Linked DNA regions of Hordeum vulgare: region 2 is linked to region 1. The links are chromatin contacts, called in public Hi-C maps. All regions are on one chromosome and are shown on one strand. The core of a region is the stretch at or near the end of the contact, and the rest is flanking DNA. Distances in the headings are between cores, read along the strand shown. Region 1 holds the start of LOC123426259 (transcription factor PCF6-like). Region 2 holds the start of LOC123426260 (melanoma-associated antigen 1).

Region 1 (3,363 bases), core at 647-3,146:
TACAATATCAAATAACGACGCTTCTGTATTTTAGATGGTGGGAGGGTGTGCTGGATTGATATGTTCTTGTAAGCCGGTTGCTGATGATTGACTTGAAAAATCGTTGGCACGGTCAAAATTGTAAACCAAATCCAAATTTGGATAACTCAATTGTAAGAAAGGGATTCGTAATTAGGGAACATAGTGTATTTAAACAATTGAATGAGATAACTTGATAAATTGTTGACTCGGTCAAAATCGAGTGACCCAATTGTAAATTAAATACCTTAAATAATTGAGAGGCCTTAAAAATTAGAAAGCATAGTGTATAATATAAAATAATTAAACGAGAGAGCTTTGAAAAATTATTGACCTCGTCAAAATTGGGTCACCGAATTTCAATTAAAGATCTCAATTGAACGTGAGTTGTTTAAAACTATGGAGCTTAATGTTATAGAGGATTTTCCAGCATCTTGCAACTATGACCATACATATTTATGTACTCGGATTCTTTGACAAACAAGGCTAATAGTGAAAGGACTCTCATATAATAATAATTAGGTAAACTCTTCCCTAGGTTTGTCCGATCTCAACAAGTTCTTGGAAATATAATTCACTAACTATCATGGGTGTTTCGCACAATGCTAATTGTTTTCAGGAAATATAATTGTTCCCGCCCCTTCATCCATGTCCGATTACTTGTCGTGTAATTTAGGAGGAGAGCAAGAGCCAAGAGAAGCAAAACTAAGGCTTTGTTTGTGCATGTGTTATGAAGGTTTTCGATGTGTGAGGTTGATCCTCCCATGTTTCCGTAAGGCGCATGTGGCCTAACTATGATATGAATGATGAATTGGTTTGCTAGAGAACCCTTTTTGATGAGGGTTTGTCCCTTGTCGTGTCATGTTACCACACCGACCTGCTTTCAATTGGGGTCGAGTACCTCATCTTCATCGATGCTTCGTCATCAAGTGGTTATTTTCCTCGTTGTAATGTTCGACGAAACCAACTACTCCAACAACTCATCTACCCCCATCGCACTATTTTGTGATCGATCCAATCTCGATGCTACGATGATTACTAAAATAACAATCTCAACAATGACTTCACCATGATGCTTGATTTGCCTCGTCAAAACAAATGAATCATGACCATGTAACCTACTACCTTTGTGTGGATTTATTAGTTCCCATCGTATTTTGATTCAAAGTTTCATCACATATTTTACTAGTAAAATGCTAGTGCATGTAAAGAAATTATATTGTTGCATTCGTATTTGAATGTACTCCTACTATGCAATGACATTATTTTTGCTCCATATAACTTATATTTCATGATTACTCCTTCCGTCCCTAAATATAAGTCTTTTTTTAAAGATTTTACTATAGGACTACATACGAAACAAAATGAATGAATCTATAATCTAAAATATGTAATCAGTTAGTAAAACTTAAAAAAATAAAATTTAAGAACGGATAGTAGTTATTAAAGTTGGTCATGGGCCTTTTGGAGAGAGATGGTGTGGAAGGCCTCGCGACAGAGACGTCATGGGCATTTCTTGGATACGGCTAACGTTTGTTTGTTCGAGTGACGGCGGCGCGGAGCGGAGAGAGACCTTGGACCGGTTGGAGGGCGTCGTCGCCGTGATGAAGGTCTGACAGCGAGCGAGCGAGCGAGCGAGCCAGTTGCCATCGGACATGGATTGACGGATGGATGGACATGGATCCGTCGCGAGGATGTACGTATGTGCCGTGCCGATTCGATTCGATGCGACGCGCCCCCGCTGCTGCTACGGCGGCGGCCGGGTAGGCAGCCGCAGCCGACTAGCCCGATGACGCAGCGGCGCGGCGCGAGAGTGACGGGCTACTCGCTACTGGTGTGGCCGATAGAATGATCCGCCTCGTTCCGCACACCTCACCTCCCTTCTCCCTCCCTCATAAAATCGGGAGACCTTTCCCTCCCTCCCTCCCTCCCTCCATCGTCTCGTCCTACTCACACTCCACCTCCCCTCTCTCCCTCCCTCGCCGCGCCGTGCTCCCTCCACTCCACTCCACTCCACTCCGCTCCGCTCCATCGCCCCAGGGCGCACACGGGATCGGGCGCAGATCTGCGCCCCACCTCCCCACGCGCTCGCTTCCCACTCCCCGCCTCCCCGCGCCAGGCGGCCTGGCTTAATTCCGTTACCAATGCGCTCTGGGTAGGGCATGAGAGGCACTGGCGGCGGCTTGCCGGCGGACCAATTCACATCGGGATGGACCTCAGCGTCGCCGCCGCCGTCGAGCTCGGCAAGCGGGGCCGCACCGAGGACCAGGACCAGGACCAGGGCCACGGGGACGCCAAGCGGCTGGCGCTCGTGCCGTGGCCGCCGCACCAGCAGCACCCCTCCTCGCGGATCTACCGCGTCTCGCGCGGCTCCGGCGGCAAGGACCGCCACAGCAAGGTCTACACGGCCAAGGGCATCCGCGACCGCCGCGTCCGCCTCTCCGTCGCCACCGCCATCCAGTTCTACGACCTGCAGGATCGCCTTGGCTACGACCAGCCCAGCAAGGCCGTCGAGTGGCTCATCAAGGCAGCCGCCGCCGCAATCGACAAGCTCCCAGAGCTCGAGGCCGCCGCCTTCCCCAACCACCCGGCCTCAGCCAACAAACAGTCTTCAGCTCTTCAACCGGAGGCCCACGGCTCGCAGCCTCAGCAGCAGCAGCTCACCAGATCGGCCTGCAGCAGCACGTCCGAGACCAGCAAGGGCTCCGTCCTCTCGCTCTCTCGCTCCGACAGCCGAGTCAAGGCCAGGGAGCGCGCGCGTGACCGGAGCGCCTCTGTGAAGGACAAGGAGGCCGGAGACGACTCGGCCACCCGCGCCCCCTCGGCGCAGGCCGCTTCCTTCACCGAGCTGCTCACTGGATTGGCGGCCGCTACCCCAGCCGCTGCTCAGCACAAGCACCACAACTCGTGGCACCAGATGACCGCGTCTGCCACCGCGGACTACCTCGGCTTCGCCCAGCCCCGGAAATCCGGGCACGGGATGCTGCACACCTTCGCCTCCCCGGCCCCGCACCTTGGCAACATTGCGCCCGTCGCCATGGCCCCGGGGCAGCACTTCAGCTTATCAGCTGGCGGCGAGCCGCAGACGGAGATGCCGCACTTCTCCTTCTCGCAAGACCACTACATGCCCGTCCATGCGGCGGCAACGTCGGCTCCGTCAGTAGACTACAATCTCAACTTCTCCATGTCCTCGGGTCTTGTGGGTGTCAACAACACCAGGGGGACCCTTCAGTCCAATTCGCAGCCGCACCTCTCCGGCCACCACCAGCAGCAGCAGCTCCAGAGGCTGTCTACTCCACTGGATGCTCCGCACATACCCTTCTTGTTCAGCCCAGCCGTCGCGGT
Region 2 (3,363 bases), core at 513-3,012, 270 kb before region 1:
TGCCATCGAGGATAAAAAGATGGGGTTTTCATCATATTGCTTGAGTTTATCCCTCTACATCATGTCATCTAACCTAATGTGTTACTCTGGTCTTCATGAACTTAATACTCTAGATGCACGCAGGAGTTGGTCAATGTGTGGAGTAATAGTAGTAGATGCAAAATCGTTTTGGTCTACTTGACACGGATGTGATGCCTATATGCATAATCATTGCCTTAAATATCTTCATAATTATTCGTTTTTCTATTAATTGCTCGATAGTAATTTGTTCACCCATCGTATTATTTTACTTCATGAGAGAAGCCTCTAGTGAAACCTATGGCCTCAGGGTCTATTTTCCATATTATAATTTCAGATATATAAACCAAAAATACCAAACATATATTGGTGCCATTTATTTACCTTTGTTTTACTTTTAGTTCTATCAATCTTTTATCTATCTCTATCAGATCTCATCCTTGCAAATAACCGTGAAGGGATTGACAACCCCTTTTTAGCGTTGGGTGCAAGTGTTTGATTGTTTGTGTAGGTGCTAAGATTGGGGCCTTGCTTGTTTCTCCTACTGGATTGATACCTTGGTTCTCAACAAACTGAGGGAAATACTTATCTACTTTGCTGCATCACCCTTTCCTCTTCAAGGGAAAACCAATGCAAGCTCAAGAAGTAGCACTATGCGAGTTACCAACCTGTTTACATGGAAATTACCGGGGCATAAAAATGGCTCCTCCAACATTCTCTTCACATGCAAATGCAGTAGAGCACATGTATGCGATGTATGAGCTATCATATTATTCACACAAAAGTTACCAATGGAATATTTCATCAACAACGAAAGTTGAAAGGGGATACTTGATCCCCCCCCACGCCGCCAACGCTGTCACGATCGGGGTACATAAATTATCACGTATGTGATATGTGAGTTATCAGGGTGTTTGTATGTAATTATCAGGTCCGCGATGTTTTAATGACCATGTTATTTACACAACATTATCTGGAGATGTTTCAACAACAAAAATCAAGTCAAAAAAATCGCGGTGTTTGTACGTGGGTTATCAACTATGGTGTGCATGTGTTACATTCTATTTACACAGAAAATATCGTGATGTTTTTTTGAATAACCTTTTTCCCCGGGTCAAAAAAGTTCTCGTGATGTTTGTACGTCAGTTACCAGCTTGGCTGTGCGTATACCATGGTAAAATTTTGACCCCGTCAAAAAAGTAGTTGAAACATACACCTAGTAACTTTAGTGTAAAGATCATGATAAGTTACGTATTGTAGGCGTAACAGTTTGTGTAGTCTAGATATGGTAACTTTTGACGTGAATTTTTTTAATGAAAACATATCAACATGAGATCTAGTTTCAAAGATTTCGTCGAGGTGTTTTTTTATGTGAAAACGGATTTTGAATCCAAACGATGATTTAAGCTACAAAATGTTTAATTTTTTTAAATAGAAAGAATCTTTTTGTTGATGTCATCTTTTTGTCTCTTACTTCCCCCGTTTCTAAATATAAGATCTTTTAGAGATTCTAATGTATAATACATATAGATGTATATAGTTATATTTTGAAAAATAGGTTCATTCATTTTATTCCGTATCTAGTCTATAGTCGCTGCATGTATTTTCTTCGTTGATGGATGCTGGTCTGTCCCATAATTTCTATTGTGTGAAAAATAACTTCCTCGAAAATAGATACAGAGTTTCTACGGTGTGGAAGATAGCTTTATCGAAAATAGATAGGGCAAGTCCGCAACCCTTGAGATGAAATTTAACCATCGTGCTTGGACTCCGCCTCCCGCGATCCACTCGGTTCAGTTTCCCGACGTGTCTCTCTCGCGCCCACTCTACCACGAAACAACCCGCTCACTGCGAACCTAGGGTTCTTCTGCTCCGCCCCTAATCGCGGCAATTCCTTCCGCCCTCCTTTCCGTCATATTGGCTTTTCTTGGATCGCATGGCGACTAGCGACGAACTCGCCCAAGTCGACATCTCCACGGAGGTACGCCACACCCTACGCGTCCACGTTTCCCAGTTCGACCTCCGCACGCAAGATGTTCGACGTTTTGATACGCCCAAATCGGGTCCTGCAGGAGAAGGACAAGCTGGTGGCCGAGGTGATGCGCTACGCGCTCTTCAAGACGCACCAGAACTCCGGCTGCCCCATCAAGCGGGAGGAGCTCACGCAGATCATCACCAAGAACTACCGCCAGCGAGCGCTCCCTGCGCTCGTTATCAAGGAAGCTGGGGATAGGCTTGCCGCGACCTTCGGCTATGAGATGAGGGAGCTCCAGAGGACCCGCGCCACGTCCACCCGTTCTGGACGCCCCTCCTCCCAGCAGCCCAGTAAGCTCGCTTTTCTTCTTCTTTTCGCCTTGCAATGTCGCCGCCACTTGGCAGCCTGGATCTTTGCTGATGATGTGATCAGGTATAAATTGATTGAACCTAAGAATGACCTGCGATGAATCGAGCTGTGTTTAGGTAATCTGGATGCAAAGAGCTACGTCCTGGTAAGTAAGCTGGACCCTGAGGTGTACAGCAAGTATGTCGAGGATAAGGAGCGTGCCCATGTGTCTGGGTTTGCTTTTGTTGTCATAAGCATTGTTCATGTCGCTGGTGGCAAGATCTCTGAAGGTAGGGATTGCTGGTTCTTTCTTCGACAGTAGTCTGGAGGTTTTATCGTTTGATGTTACTGATTTTTGACAAACACGTTTCAGAGGACCTTTGGCGTCAACTGAAACGGTTGGGCTTAAATGAGACTGATGAGGACCACCCTGTTCTCCGGAACAATAAGCAGGCGCTTGAACTACTAGTGCAACAAAGGTTGCTGGTACTTTCAGGATGTGCTGCAGAGTGTGTATTTCATTGGCAAGTTTTGTTGTTTTGACTTGGTATCTTTGCCCAGGTACTTGCTGAAGGAGAAGATTGCTGGTCCAGAAGGCCATTCCATGGTTTATGAGCTTGCAGAGAGGGCATTGGATGAATCCATCAGTTCCAAGCTTAAAGAATACATTTCACAGGTATGTAAAGGCATCAACTACAATCTTGAAAAAAATAAGGCATCAACCTGTATGTACAGTATATTAGAAATATCAGAACTTTTGCTTGGTTGCCCAAGAGAGTAGAAACACTAATTTGTGAAATTAATCTATCTCTTTAACCTGTAGAAGGAATACTATGCTCTCAAAATATGTTTAGGCTTTTAACCTGTCCAGGTTATTGCCTTCTCCATAACGTGCAGCATTAACAGCTATAAAATGTTTGGCCTGTCCAGGTTATTGCCTTCTCCATAACGTGCAGCATTAACAGCTATAAAATGTTTGGTAAGGAACTGCTCCCTCCGTCCCAAAATAACTGTCTTAAGCT

What was found. Hi-C and Micro-C count contacts between places; a contact is called where the count stands out from the background.
Region 2: a Hi-C map of leaf shows a contact between it and region 1, with 4 times the contacts expected there. The contact joins the promoter of LOC123426260 here to the promoter of LOC123426259 in region 1. A contact is called at or near these places in 3 of 6 Hi-C or Micro-C datasets (leaf and seedling) and 1 of 1 datasets of contacts at active chromatin or transcription factors (embryo).

What each region holds. Positions count from the first base shown.
Region 1 is chr2H:352,575,610-352,578,972 of MorexV3_pseudomolecules_assembly, reverse strand. It overlaps LOC123426259 (transcription factor PCF6-like), which reads left to right and starts at 1,896. Exons shown (of 2, transcript XM_045110058.1): 1 at 1,896-3,363. The coding sequence starts at 2,228.
Region 2 is chr2H:352,850,045-352,853,407 of MorexV3_pseudomolecules_assembly, reverse strand. It overlaps LOC123426260 (melanoma-associated antigen 1), which reads left to right and starts at 1,762. Exons shown (of 7, transcript XM_045110060.1): 1 at 1,762-1,999; 2 at 2,091-2,343; 3 at 2,479-2,631; 4 at 2,715-2,820; 5 at 2,903-3,017. The coding sequence starts at 1,955.